3 separate regions of the Mus musculus genome follow, and all the other regions are linked to region 1. Evidence: chromatin contacts called from public promoter capture Hi-C data. All regions are on one chromosome and are shown on one strand. The core of a region is the stretch at or near the end of the contact, and the rest is flanking DNA. Distances in the headings are between cores, read along the strand shown. Region 1 holds the start of Adcy7 (adenylate cyclase 7). Region 2 holds the start of Nkd1 (naked cuticle 1). Region 3 holds the start of Cnep1r1 (CTD nuclear envelope phosphatase 1 regulatory subunit 1).

The links. Promoter capture Hi-C pulls out the DNA fragments that hold promoters and counts their contacts. Capture Hi-C pulls out chosen DNA fragments and counts their contacts.
Region 2: a promoter capture Hi-C map of adipose tissue shows a contact between it and region 1. The contact joins the promoter of Nkd1 here to the promoter of Adcy7 in region 1. A contact is called at or near these places in 2 of 39 promoter capture datasets (hippocampal neurons and neural stem cells), 1 of 484 Hi-C or Micro-C datasets (nephron progenitors) and 3 of 9 other capture datasets (adipose tissue, embryonic stem cells and pancreatic islet).
Region 3: a contact with region 1 is called in a promoter capture Hi-C map of fetal liver, with 2.4 times the contacts expected there. The contact joins the promoter of Cnep1r1 here to the promoter of Adcy7 in region 1. A contact is called at or near these places in 3 of 39 promoter capture datasets (fetal liver, macrophages and pre-B cells), 1 of 115 datasets of contacts at active chromatin or transcription factors (effector CD8 T cells) and 3 of 9 other capture datasets (adipose tissue, liver and pancreatic islet).

The regions. Positions count from the first base shown.
Region 1 is chr8:88,291,808-88,296,585 of GRCm38.p6, forward strand. It overlaps Adcy7 (adenylate cyclase 7), which reads left to right and starts at 2,397. Exons shown (of 28, transcript NM_001037724.4): 1 at 2,397-2,455; 2 at 3,220-3,327; 3 at 3,765-3,872.
Region 2 is chr8:88,519,326-88,524,103 of GRCm38.p6, forward strand. It overlaps Nkd1 (naked cuticle 1), which reads left to right and starts at 2,019. Exons shown (of 10, transcript NM_027280.3): 1 at 2,019-2,206; 2 at 2,322-2,354; 3 at 2,962-3,095. The coding sequence starts at 2,182. Gm35162 (predicted gene, 35162) reads right to left here and starts at 1,796. Exons shown (of 2, transcript NR_168470.1): 1 at 1,645-1,796; 2 at 246-473. It overlaps Gm35076 (a long non-coding RNA gene), which reads left to right. Exons shown (of 5, transcript XR_879058.3): 5 at 1-220.
Region 3 is chr8:88,116,421-88,121,198 of GRCm38.p6, forward strand. It overlaps Cnep1r1 (CTD nuclear envelope phosphatase 1 regulatory subunit 1), which reads left to right and starts at 2,339. Exons shown (of 6, transcript NM_029074.3): 1 at 2,339-2,449; 2 at 3,360-3,431. The coding sequence starts at 2,425. Gm2716 (predicted gene 2716) reads right to left here and starts at 2,187. Exons shown (of 8, transcript NR_151771.1): 1 at 1,946-2,187.

The DNA of each region.
Region 1 (4,778 bases), core at 1,147-3,646:
GCTCAGCACAGGATGGGGTGGCCAGCCTGGACCGAGTAGGAGGTTCACAGTATTGAGACTTCTAACAGTGTATGGTTAGTTTCTCCTCTGCAGAGGTCAGATGTGATCCCTGTCAGCCTCCCAGGTCTCCCTGTCTTCGTGTCCACTCTTAGCCAGCCCTCTGACTTGCTCACAGCACTGGCTTGGCACTCCCCTGCTGCTTGTCTGTGCAGTCTCTCTGCCCATCCATGCAGCCTCCATGCCGCACACACTACAGCACTTAACCTGGTTGGCATTCCTCTGAGGGGAGCCCTTTCAGGAGTCCTAGGCTCCACCAAGAGGGCAGCTCCATGTGTCTGCCTGTCTCTGTGGGCAACCTCCCGACATCTTTCTTATGCCCTCTCCTGTGTCCATCCCTGTCCCTCACCCCCACCCAGGGCTGGCCACTAAAAGGAATTCCCTGCCTCTTTGAAATCTCGGCTACTGTAGGCCATTTCTCAGCAGTGCTTTCTGAATCGCTAGGGCCACCTTCTTTGCTTTCTCCCTGGACATCAGCACCCAGCTGGTCCTTACAAAGTGGCCATGACAGAGGCCTGGCTCCTGGAAGGAAGGAGCTTATGCCCCCTTTACATAATGGCCGGCTGAGATCTGCGGAGCACAATTCTCTCTGAAGGGTCGGAAGGGTGCCAGTGATGGATGCTTCTAGAGCCTGGATTGTCATCTGGCCCTCAGTGCCCTATTGAGGCCCAGCTACCTACCTTGGAAGTGGCTTAGTCTCATGTCCTGGGGTCAGTTGACTTACGTCACTGATGACTTACATCAGCTCCCCAGGCTGAGCAGGGAGAAGCACAGGGCTCTGAAGCACAGGAGGGACAACCCAGGGCCACTGGGCTCTGCAGCGATCAGGCCAGCATGCATTTCCCCATGAGTGCTGTGGGATGGCACAGCCCTGACCACACGAGTATCTCTCCCTCAGCAAGGAGAATGTGGGCTCGGGACCCATCCGGTGGTCACGGGACCCATCCAGTGGACATGTCTGTCCCTCTCCTTTATTTATTTATTTATTTATTTATTTATTTATTTATTTATTTATTTATTTATTATTTAATTCACTTTACATCCTGATCACAGCCCACATCCTCTAGATCCAATCCCACCCTTACAAGTACCCCCCCATTGTCCCCCTCCCCTTCTCCTCAGAAAAGGGGAGCCCCCACTTGGGTACCACCATTTTCTAAGAATGTCACCTTGTCCTTTGGGCTTCAGTCTGTTCATTTCCATGGCAGGCTGGCCGGCCCTGCTATCAATCACAGGAGGCTGGGACAGGCAGCCCGCCCCTGCTCCCCACACCTATCTCCAGGACCCCATCTGGCTGGGAAGGAGGCTGGAGGTGATGCTCTCATGGGGCCCCAACTAATGGGAGGCAGCCTCTTTTGAAATACCAAATGCCCCAGGGAGATGCATGGGGATACCAAGGGGCTCTGGGGGGCAGAATGGGGCACGGCTGCATCCCTTTCCCTGCCAGGGGAGTCAGGGGGAAGAACTGCTTGGTGGTGGGCAGGGGTGGGCAGGCAGGAAGATGGATACCTCTGGGAAGAGCTTTCTGGTCCTTGTATGTCAAGGTTGCTTAGGCTGCAAACCTCATGCTTAGAGTAGGCTAGCATGACCCTTCGAGGTCATGGTGCTGCTGATGGTATGCTGCCTTTTGTATGAAGCCCCTAATAGTTAGGTACCACTACCAGTTCATTCTTTGTATCTGGAGGCTGAAGCCCAGAGAGGTTACTAAATGTGGCTAGGCCACACAGCACCTTCCAGGTGTCTGAGCTCAGAACTTGCACTCTGAACCTCTAGGCTCTCCTGTTTTTCCATTGTGAGCACAGGCGGCACCTTGTCCACCCTCCCATTTCCTTTCCTCATTTAGTAGTTGGTCACGTGGGTCCCCTGTCCCCACATGTGTTGCACAGGAACCCTGTGTTATTTTGCTTCTTGTGGCTTCAGCACCTTACCCTGGTGTAAGGCAGGAGTCCAGAGAGGAACTGGTGATGGGGCTGCGGTGGATCCCTTCGTTCTTTTAGCACTTGTAGACTTAGAGGGTGGCTTTATGGAGGTCAGATGGGATCCTCCACACTTGGGCCTGCCTACACTGCCCACTGGGTGCTGGCTCTATTGCAATGTGGCATAGGATCTGCACGCCTGCCCTGCAAGATGCTGAGCAGTGCTCAGCCTGTGAGGAGGTACCTTACACCCCCGCAGTAACAGGCTAGGGCAGCCCTGGGGAAGCCAGGTGGGAGGGACCAAGTGGTCTTCCTGGAGGAGTTGGCTAAGTGGATGTGCTATGAGGTGGGTGATGGGCAGCATTTTCAGGCCACTCAGACTCAATGATGAAAGGGCGGGGCTTATTTGGGGAAGCAAAATCAGTCAAAACCCACAGCCACCAGGAAGACCCAAGAAGTTGCCGAGAGAGTTTTGGGCTGGGGTAAGCGAGGGGTTTGGGGTTCTTGGTGTTCTGGCCAGGTACAAGGGTCCCTGGAAAATTGTCCTCAAGGGAGGCCAGGGTTTAAGGAGCAGGGCCTGCTGGGACAAAGGCTCCATGTGTGAACCTCTAGTGTCCAGTCTACAGCCTAAGCTCTGGAAGGCTGAAGTTTGGGGAGACCAAAGGAGGGTACCCATGCTTCACATAGCTATGGAAAGGGCCTCTGAGTCCAGGGCCGGTCTAACTTTGGAGGTGAGACAGTGGTTTAGGTGACACAGGGGTTGCTTTCCCTGAAGGCTTTTCCCTCTCAGGCCTGTCCCTCCCCCGTTACAGACAGGTCCTATTGACCTTATAGGGCTCTCAGGAAGCCTGGGAAGAGAGTCCTTCAGGACCTTGGGCTAGGGAGGCCTTTCTACAGCGAGTGCTTGCTGTGTGGGCTGTTGAGACTTCTGAGGTGGGTAGTAGCCTCAAGCTTGCTGTTGGGACAGAGGCCTTGCTGGACTCCCTAGGTGGCCTACTGGGTTCTGGTGGGGCAGGCTGCTCACTTCTACCTATCAGTCCTTTGCTGGAAAAGCAGGACAGCTCAGGAACCCTGGAGTGACCAGGCCAGGAGAGGGCGAGGAAATGCCTGGGCCGTTGGAGCTATGCAGAGGGAGGTGGAGCTGAACTGTTTTTTGAATTTTGTTCTCTGCCCAGTGTGGCCTGGAAACTGAGGCACATGGTCACACTCTGGCACTAGGAGTTATCTTCTTGCCTCCTTTCCCCAGGGAAGAAGATGTCTCTACCTGGAAGCTCCCAGGAGACAGCTGTGGAGCCCACGAGAGCCACAGGGCCTTGACCTCATCTCTTCCCACCATCCAAGAGGGCAAAGTCAGGTTGGTCCCTGTTAGGTCTCTCCACCCTGGTAGTGGGGCCCCTGACTGCCAGAAAGGGGGAGGTGTCACCATGGCTTGGGGAGACTTCCTGGGGGAGGAGTTCTAAGCTGGGTCTGGGAGACTCCAAAGCTAGCATTTCCTAAAGGAAGTTCATTATTGCAGTGCAGAGAGAGGCCCCTTAACCAGTAGCGGGTCTCCTGTAAGTCAGAGGTTCTCAACCTGTGGGTCACAACCTTTTTGGCAAGCCTCTACCTCTAAAAATATTTACATTATGATTCATAGCAGCAGCAGAATTACAGTTATGAAGTAGCAGTAAAAATAATTTTATGGTTGGGGGGTCACCATGACATGAGGAGCTGTATGTATTAAAGGGTCGCAGTGTTAGGAGGGTTGAGGCCCACAGCTGTTGAATGCTGACTTGTTCATATGTATTATAGGGGCTTTAAACGGGAGAGGAGAGACGACTCAGCACTCCTCGTGATAAGGCCCTGTGGATGTGTGGCTAGCTTGCTCTGTCCTGTGCGTCAAGGAATGCAGGTGCAAAGGTAAGAATGAGCCTGGGGTCTGGAGAGATGGCTCAGTGGTTAGGAACACTTGTTGGCTCTAGCAGAGGACCTGCATTTGGTTCCCAGCACCCACATGGTGGTTCACAACCATCTATAACTCCATTCTAGGAGATCTGACACCTGACCTATGAAGGCACCACATGCCATGGTACACATACATATATTCTCGGGCAAAACGCACACATAAAATAACATTAACTAGTTGGAGATAGAGAGATGGCTCAGGTGGTAAGGGGCACTGGCTGCTCTTCCAGAGGACCCAGATTCAATTCCCAGCAGCCACCTGGCATCTCACAACCATCTGTAGGTCAAGTTCTAGAATATCAGGTGCCCTTTCCTGGCCTCCTCAGGGGAGGCATACATATGGTGCATACTACATGAAGGCCAAATACCCATATGCATCGCGTAAAAAATAGATTTTAAAAATAAAGTAATAAATCAAATTGAGAGAGAGAGAGAGACAGCCAGAATGAGAGAGAATATATTAACCTGGACCTTGGAGTGAGGCAGGCCTGAGTTTGAATCTCAGCCATTCCAGGCAGCTTTGGACTGTAGGCTAGGATGACAGAGGTGTGTGCCAAGGTTAGCAGTGGCTTCTGGAAAGCCAACCTGTTTCCCACACTGGCGGCTCTGAGGAAGGCAGACCACTTTTTCTCCTTGCCATGTCCAGAGGCCACAGAACACTTCCTGTCTGTCAGCAAGCCCGAGAGGCATAGGGCAATGTCCAGCACTGTTTGGGATGTCACCTGTCAGCTCCTCCTGCTCGTAGCAGCATCCTCAGCCTGGTCCGCAGTCACTGTATGGCTCCTTCTTTCGGGCCCAGCTGGACTAGACCCAAGATAACAGCTCTGCTGCTGCCTGGTACCCTCAAAGGCATCTTGAGGT
Region 2 (4,778 bases), core at 769-3,268, 230 kb after region 1:
CTAAAGATGTGGCATACACAGCTGACAACAGTCCAAGTGTGGTGGCTCACACCTACAATCCCAGTCTGCAGGGAGGCTAAAGCACTAACATCGCTTCGATTCCAAGATCAGCCTGGCCTACGTGGTGAGTTCCAGGCTAACCTGGTAGAAGGTCCTTGACTCAAAACAAACAAAGAAACAGTATTATTTTGCTGTTTTGTGAGGTCCCAGCCATACTTGGATAAAGGCATGCCACATGAGATTTAGGGGTGTGCTTAGATTAGCTTTTATTTCCTCCAGACAGGGTATATAAGCAAGAAGAGGGATGAAGAATTTCAGAGGGTCACACAGCTCCGGGTTCCCTTGTCCTCTGAGACAAGGAGGTGCTCAGAGTCGTACTTCACAGCACAGCAGCCACCAGCCACATGCCAAGGTCTCTTGCAGTGTGGCTCTTCTGTTTGAGATGTGTTTCAAGTGTAATATGCACACCAGACCTTAAAGACAGTGGAAAACAAAGAACGTGACATCTTACTAAGTATTGATGTGATTTTTGCTATCTTGAGTCAAACCAACTTTGCCCTTTACTTTTAATGTGAAACTTACTTTTTTTTTTTTTTTTTTTGGTGGAGGTGTGTGTGTAGGGGATAATTTTGTAGCAGGTTGGCCATTCCTTTCACCATGTGGTCTCTGGGGATGGAACTCAGATCCTCAGGCTTGGTGGCAAGCAACTTTAGCAGCTGAGCCATCTGGATGACACACCTGTTTAACTTTTTAAAAATTGTAGCGCCTAGGGCTCAGGACATAGCTCAATCACAGTGTTTGCTTGCCTAGCACCGGCTTGTCAAAGCAGTGCTCTGGGATTGACTCCCAGATCCCTTCCCACAAAGTGCTTACTTGTAAGTCTAAAAACGACCAACCACTGTAGGTCACCTGTTTATATTGAGTATCGCAGCACAGGGGAGCAGGTTTTAAAAAAATGAGGAGAACTAAGTCTCCATTGTACAGATCATAAAACTGAGGCTGAAGCAGTGAGTCTAGCTCTAAGAGCAGAACTGGTTCTTTCCCATGCCCAGGCTCAGATACCAGGATAAGCTTAGCGCGGGGACAGCAGAGAACGTCCTTCTAAGGACCACAAAGGTATATAGTGGAAGCCTTTAAGTCGCCTTCCCCTTTGCAGAGACCTCCCCAGACAAAACAAACAGGCCCTTGGGGTCTGCAGAACTGCAGGGGGGAAGGGGGAAACGGAAACTAAGAAAGATCAAAGATCCGGCGGTTCACCGCTCCTGGCCTCATAGCTTGGCAGCTCGCCCCGATCCCAGTTGGGCACTCAGGAGCCCATGGGCGAAGAAGAGTTGCGAGTGACAAGGGGACAGCTCGGGGTTCCTGTACACTTGTTGTTAACAGGAGTGGGCCTGAACTCCCTCTAGCCAGCAAGGTGTCCAGTTGATTTCTACTGGACTCCCAAATGGGAAAAAAAAAAAAAAAAGAAAAACCCAAAAAACAAAATCAAACAAACCCAAAACCCAGAGTAGTCAAAGAAAAGGGCAGGCAGCTGAAAACAGGGATTGAGCACTGTAAGTCTGGGAAGGGACAGCACCATGGGAGAGCAGTAGACACGTATGCTAGGGCATCTGAGGTCGCCAGTTATAACCTCAGTTTCCCCACCTGTGAACTCGAGCCATCCAGTCCCACTCTGGCAGCTTCGAGGAAATGCAGAGAAGAGGGAAGTCTCAGTGTCACCAGCGAGGGCAGCGCTGTTCCACCACCCAGCGGCCAAAGCCTCCGCCCGGTCCCGACTCAGGCCCCGAGGTTCGCACGGGGGGCTTGGGGCCCAGCACACCCAAAGCCCCTCCCCATCGAGGCTCCACCCCTCCCCGCCCACAGGCCACGCCCTCTGTGGTCCCGCCCATCGGCCAGCCCCTACCCGCAGGCCCCGCCTCTACCCGCCCCGCCGCGTCCGCCTCGCCTTTGATGGGCCGCTGCCGGCCAATGGGCGCTCAGGGAGGCGCGGGGCCGCGGCGGCGGGCAGGGGGCTCGGCGCGCCCGGGCGTCAGTCCGGCCGCGGCGACGGCGGCAGGAGCGCGTCCCGGCGCCGCCTAAGGCTGCGCTCGGCGCGCGGACTGTGAGGAGGAGGCGAGCGAGGCTGGCGCGGGGTCGGCGGCCGGACGCATGGCTTAGGACGCTCCGCCGCCGCGCCCCAGCATGGGGAAACTTCACTCGAAGCCGGGTCAGTGTCCTCGCCTGCGCGCCGGCCGCGGCCCCGCGTCCTCTCGCCGGTGCTAACTCTCCCTCTCCTTTCTTTCCGGCTCCCGCCGCCGCCGCCGCGCGCGATGTGCCCGCAGCCGCCGTGTGCAAGCGCAGGGAGAGCCCGGAAGGTAGGCGTGCGGGCCACCAGCCCGGGGGGCGCGAGGGAGGCGGCGCGGACCGCCCTGCCGCTGGATCTCATTACCAGGGTTGCCTCAGCCCCCAGCCCCGCCCCGGGAGCGCTCTTTGGGGCCCCTCTGTCCCTCCTACCCGTTCCCCACAGCCCGGTGCTCCCACTGCTGACCCTAACCCCCTCCACTTTGGCGGCGGCGTCTTCCCTTCAGCTCCCCAAGATCTTGCGCCTTCCTCTAGTCGCCAGCCCCTACTCCGGAGAACTTGGTCTCTGGTCTCACTGCACCCTCTCTGCTGACCCTCATCTCTCTCCTTCGCAATCCCTGCCTCCCGCGCTCCTTCCTCTCTGATCCCCGAACTCCTTCAGTCAGGGTATATTGCCTCCTCCCTTTCACCCTCTGAATCCTCCTAGCACTTAGGATCTCGCCGAGCCCCCTTCCTTGGCTATTTCGCTCTTTTGGATTCTGCTCCGTCTGGTGCTTGACCCTCTTGCCAAGTCTTTACTCTCCGGGCTGTGCCGCCTTGTCTCCTTCCCTTCACTCTCTGGTAACTTTTTGCCAGCCGGGGGGGCCCAGACTCAATGTCTTCGTGTTCTTCCCGCCTCAGGTGACAGCTTTGCTGTAAGCGCTGCTTGGGCAAGGAAAGGCATCGAGGAGTGGATCGGGAGGCAGCGCTGTCCAGGCAGCGTCTCAGGACCCCGTCAGCTGAGATTGGCAGGCACTGTTGGTCGAGGCACTCGGGTATGGCCCCCCACTCCGTTCCATCCTTTCACCCCTTTTAGCCTTGGGGAGAGTCTGAGGATCTCCCCCTACTCCAACTTTTAGCATCCCGCTTGCACATTGTTCTAAGTCCAAAAATCCCTTCTCAGCCACTGTGTGCCCCACTAGCCCTACTTGTGCCCTATGCTTTGGAGGACCCTTGTCGATCAAGTGGGCACCAGTCTCCTGCCCAGCTGGGCACAGAGGGTTGCTTGGGGAGGAAGTGCCAGGGAGGCGATGATACAGGTCCAGTGGGGTGGGGAAACTATGCTGTGTTTCTGTGTGTGTGTCGGGGGCTGGGGGGGCTCCTCTACTTTGCTTTTGTGGCCAGCTTTTCCACAGGGAGGGGTTAAGACTAAAGGCAGACAGGAGTGTCTGGGTAGAGGGCAGGGCTCTGCTGGCCCAGGATCTGTGGCTACCTCCAACTGTGTCTGTGGCATTCATCAGTGCCATCTGCCATCTGAGTGTAGAGTTTGGAGGCACTGAGACCTGGCTGCCCCCTTAGTGTGGCCCTGAGAGGGAGGGGGCTTCTCTGTAGTGTGGTCTGGGTGCACCCTCTTTCTTCACCCAGGGGGTTCTTGAGGCTAGAGGTGTTCTGTGGGAGCAAGTGGGTTGGGGGAGTGAGTGACTCCAGCCCCTGCGCCTGGCCTGGGACTGGTGTTCACAGATGTCCTGTGAGCTCCAGAACTCCGCACGAGGCTTTCAGATGGTCTGCGTGGAACTCTTGCAAGCTGAGGATCAAAGGATGAATCAACTTTTTGATGTGACATTTAATTTTTTTTTTTTTTTAACTTAGAGGGGGAAAAGACTGAGCCTCAGGTCTGGCTAGTTCTTTGGTCTTGTTCTTTGGGTGAGGGTGGTAGAGTCTTCAGATGTGTGTGTGTATGTGTGTGTACAGGGGTGTATGTGTGTATGCATGTGTGTTAGTATGTGTGTATTGCACCTGGCAGCACTATTGTAGACAGGTGGCGTGTGTATGCATGTGTGAGTGTGTGTGTGTGAGTATGTATGTGTGTGTGAATGTGTGTGAGAGTCTGTGTGAGTGTGTGTGTGAGTGTGTGTGAGAGTCTGTGTGTGTGTGTTGGCACCTGGCAGCATGATTGCAGGGAGGGGGCATGTGTGTTTGTCTGTGCATGTGTGTTAAATGTCTTCTCTCTCTGGATACTTCTCTCCTTCCACTCCATGGCTCAGGCTTCCTCTTCCTGGCCTTCCAGTTTGCTGCTGACTGGGACTGGAGCTGCTATCCTAGTAGAAAGGTCAAAACTGGTCTGAGGTGGGGGTGGGGGGACTGCATTGGAGCCTTTCAGCAGGACCGCAAACTTTTCCTCCCCCACCATTCTCAGTTTGTGATGTACTTATTTATTTAAGGACCAATGAAAACAATCCAATTTAGACACGTGAACAAATGCATTTGCAGCTCAACACAGGCCGAACGAGGATTTCCATTAATCAAGTTTTGTTTTGTTTTTTTTTTCAGCCTGTTTATTTCCATAAAGTATTCCTGCAGAATGACATTTATTTAGGCTCTGTCTCTCTCTCTCTCCTCTCTCCTCTCTCTCCCCCTTCTCTCTCACTTCTCTCCCCCCACCTCTTCCCCCTAAAGTGCCAGGCAGCTTTTGCTTCATGCTAGAGGGGAAACTTGAAATACAGCAAGGGCTTGCTTCC
Region 3 (4,778 bases), core at 1,089-3,588, 180 kb before region 1:
CTGGGTCCTTTGCAAGAACAGCCAGTGAGGGGTGGGGAGGAGGTATGGGATGTGCAAAAGTCGGATAGCAGGGGGTTGGGGGACAGATCTGGACCAGTCTGATCTATAGAGCAAGATTCTAGACAGCCAAGGCTACACAGAGAAACCCTGTCTTGAAGAAAAAACAAAAACCAAAAAGACAGAGTTCACTGTGTAGTCTTGCTAGCCTGGAGCTCCCTGGGTAAATCTGCCTGCCTCTGCCTCCTGAGTGCTGGGACTTAACGTTTGTACCACCACACTCAGCTGCCTCTGTTCTTAAAAGAAATGGCGCCGGGTGGTGGTGGCGCACGCCTTTAATTACTTTAAGCACTTGGGAGGCAGAGGCAGGTGGATTTCTGAGTTCCAGGACAGCCAGGGCTACACAGAGAAACCCTGTCTCAAAAAAAAAAAAAAAAAAAAAAAAAAAAGTAATGGCTATGGGCAAGGGTGTAGTGTAGCATTCCTTTAATCCCAGCAAAGGCAAGAAAATCTCTGTGAACTCAAAACCTACCTGGTCAACATAGAGAGTTACAAAACAGCCAGGAATATGTCTGACCCTGGCTCAAAACATCAAGATGTCATCATCTAATAAGTATATTTTATAACTCATAGGTTTTGATCCATAACATTAAAAATTCATCTCGAAGCTGGGCATGATGGTACCATGCTTTTAATCCCAGCACTGCAGGTAGGTCTCTGAGTTCTAGGCTAGCTTACTCTACAAAGTGAGTTCCAGGACAGTCAAGGTTGCTATACAGAGAAACCTTGTTTGGAAAAAAACATAACACACACACACACACACACACACACACACATCTTTAAGTCAGGCTTGGCAACTCACACCTGAATACTTGAAAGGCTTAAGCAGGAGGACTGCAAGTTTGAAGCCAGAATGGACCTTTGTAGCAAGTTCATGACCAGCTTAATCTACAGAGAAAAACTCCATCTCTAAAACAAACAAGTCATCGTAAAAGTTTAAATGAGATAATGCATGTAAAGGGTTTGGACCAGAGAAGGCTCCTTAATGGGAAAGTTTAGAAAGTGCTACTAGGGTAGAGGAGTCTATAAAACAAAGGAGTCAGGAGCTGATAAGTGAGTTAGGGCAAAGGTTGATTAGTAAAACACACAATGTATCAATTTTGGGAACATGGCGGTGTTGCTCAAAGACCTTCTCAGCCCTGATCTGTGTGGCTGGATCCTTTCCGTCTTCTTGGGCCTCTCAGCTCAAACTTCCTTGCAACACTTCTGGACCTCCTTCCTCCTGTCTTTAATATTGGTTGCTTTTTCCATAGAGCTACTGTTATCTGAAATCAGTTGCCTACTTTTATGTTTATTGCTCCCTGAAACCTTTCACTGTGAGGAATGCAATCTTATCTACCGTGGTCATAAATATAATGTAATATGGGACAAATACAATGCGTAGCATGTCATGCAATAAATACCTCTTGAATGAATCAATGACCACCAGGAAATAAACAGAAATAACAGGTCATTTTAATCAAATGTTAATTTTGCTAACCCTGTACATATTTTTGTTATACTTACAAAGACATACTTTGTGCATTCTTTTTTTGTTTTGTTTTGTTTTTTGTTGTTGTTTTTTGGTTTTTGTTTTTGTTTTTTTGGTTTTTTTTTTTTTGTTTGTTTGTTTTTCGAGACAGGGTTTCTCTTAGCCCTGGCTGTCCTGGAACTCACTCTGTAGACCAGGCTAGCTTCGAACTCAGAAATCCACCTGCCTCTGCCTCCCAAGTGCTGGGATTAAAGGTATGCGCCACCACCGCCCGGCACTTTGTGCATTCTTTATGACTATATTGGACGACATGAGGAGAAAATAACCAAGAAAGAAATCCTTCCTTAAGGAATTGGATATCTAAAGAAGAGAAATCAAAATCAAGGAAATCTGCTTGGGGGCGCTTCTAGTACTTACTGCTGAACATATCTCAGTTTCTCTTTAGTTCCTTGAGGGCAGGGATAGATTGGTGGTCTCTCCTTAGCAACCAAAATACTGCCCAGAAGTTAGTGGGCGCTCAATCATTGTTTTAAGAACTAAGAAAGCAACCAAGCTTAAAAATAAAGTATGCTTGGACAGAATTCAGTTCCTCCCCGAGGCAGGAGGCGGCGCCATGGCTATATCAGCCTAGCTGCTCGCTATTCTCGGCCCTTCCAGTTGAACATCTAGCGCTGGGTTCCCGAAGGCGTTTGCTGAAATTAGCCAATAGAAAACTAGTTTAGTTGAGGGGTCTGGATGAGCTACCCAATAAACTCAACGTTTCTAGAAAATGGGCGGTGCCAAACGGAGGGGCTGAAGGGAGCGGTTAGAGGTGGGAGTTGGCGCTGTCGGCGGGGCGGGGAGGGCGGGCTGCGATGAGGACCGGGCCGTGGCGGTGACCGGAGCTGCCGCCCGACATGAACTCGCTGGAACAAGCGGAAGGTAGAGTGTGTCTTCCGCCGGGTCCCGTCCCGAGGCTGAGGAGGTCGCGAGGGCGGCGTGGCGGGGACGCGGGGCGCACGGCCGCCGAGGGGTGCCGCCTTCCCCCCCCGCAGGGGCTCGGGGGCCCCCCCGTCTCAGTGACGAGCCCTTGCGAGTTATAGAGTGCGAATTCATTTTCTGTTTGACAACCTAACGAACCGTAACCCTAATTTCTTCCTTGGCTTCTGTAATTGCCGGAATTTAGATGTACTCTTGGCCTTTCAAAGTTTTGTTTTATTTTGATTTTTTAAAAAACACCTCTGTGGGAATAACACCCTACTTCATTCAGAGGTACGCTCTGCCACAGCACAAGGCGTAGGCGCTGCTGCTGGCCGGACGTTCACCGGCGACCCATTCCTAGGAGGATAAGGGAGTATGTTTGTACAGCCCGTTATCTGTGTATGGAAGTCTAGTAAGCCCATACTACATAGCCATCAATTAATGATAAGAGCTAGGGCCGGAATCGGATAATTGCAGTCAATTAGACCTCATGGATTTTGATGTTTCAACAGGAAGTTCTTGGTTCCACAGAATTAGAATTAAGCTGGAGTTTGGTCCATTTATTTGTAAACACCCTCCACCGCACCCCCCAGTTTTAGCTTTTGACTCTTGGCTGAAGTTGCTGCTGGTCTTCCAGCATACCAGTTTTCAAGCTTCTAAAAGTAGACCAACTGGTTTCCAGAAATTGGGATGAACGAAAAATGATGTTTTTGTTGTGTACTTAAAATTGTTATTATATAAGCAAACGGTGCGTGACACAAGTAATTTGATGTGCAAGACCTGTTGGAGTTTGTCGATCTAAAATTTCATTTTATCAAATTTCATTTCGGACTAGAAAGAGCAGATAGAGAACTGAATTCTCTTTACCTAGATCTCAAGGCTTTCGAAAGAAGACTTACTGAATATATTCATTGCTTGCAACCTGCCACTGGACGTTGGAGAAGTAAGTTGCTGAATGCTTTCTAAGGGAAAATAAAGTGTGGTTGATAGCTTTATTCCTAAGTAGGAACGACTCCCTTTCTTTAAAACTTTTGACTAGTAAATCCTTGTTTTACTAAGCTATAAGATTTCTGAGTTTAGACAACTTTTTTTGTTTTTGTTTTTGTTTTTTGTTGTTGTTGTTGTTGTTGTTTTTCCAGACAGGGTTTCTCTGTATAGCCCTGGCTGTCCTGGAACTCGCTCTGTAGACCAGGCTGGCCTCGAACTCAGAAATCCACCTGCCTCTGCCTCTGCCTCCTGAGTGCTGGGATTAAAGGCGTGAGCCACCAAGCCTGGCTAGACAACTTTTAAATGTATTACTTAGTGCTGTTGACAACGTATTACACAGAAGTACTTAAGAAAATTATGAGCTGGCAAGATAGCTCTGGTGTATGCCGTTCAAGCCTATATCCCTCAGTTGCATCTTCAGAAGCCATTTAAAGGGGAAGGAGAGGGCAGACTCCACAAACTTCTCTTCTGACCTTCACATTTGTGCTGTGCTATGACATGCATGCCTATATATACCATGCAGCTACACACACACACTAAATAATTTTTTAAAGAAAAAGGAAATTATAACTGGCTACCCTAAAAGGAGAGACTATTTTATATGGTTGAATTGTTATTTTTTATGAAAATACATATTTTTTAATTTTAAGTGCATGCCTGTTGCCTGCAGAGTCCAGAAGAGGGTACCTTATATCCTGCAACAGGAGTTGCTAGTGATTATAAGCTATTGTGTGGGTGCTGGGGACTGAACCCAGGTTCTCTGCAAGAACAAGTGCTCTTAACTTTTGAGCTATCTCTCCAACCCCACCTCCAATAATATTTTTTTTTTATTTTATGTATGGGTGTTTTGCCTGCACATATGTTTGTATACTACATATGTGCAGTCCCCAAAAGATTCTCTAGGACTGGAGTTATAGAGGGTTGTAAGTTGTCATGTGGGTGCTGGGAATTGAACATGGGACTTGTAGAAGAGCAGCCGGTTGAGCCATTTCTCCAGCCTTAAGAGACATATTTTTAATTAAAAGTTGTAACTTTCAGCTGGGTGGTGGTGGCACACGCCTTTAATCCCAGCACCACCCGGCTGAAAGATTTCTGAGTTTGAGGCCAGCCTGGTCTACAGAGTGAGTTTCAGGACAACCAAGGCTATACAGAGAAGCCCTGTCTCGAAAAATAAAAATAAATAAATAAATAAATAAATAAATAAAAATAAAAAAACAAACAAACCAAAAAACCAAAACCAAAAAAAAAAAAGTTGTAACTTTCTTTTTTTATTTTTTGGTTTTTCAAGACAGGGTTTCTCAGT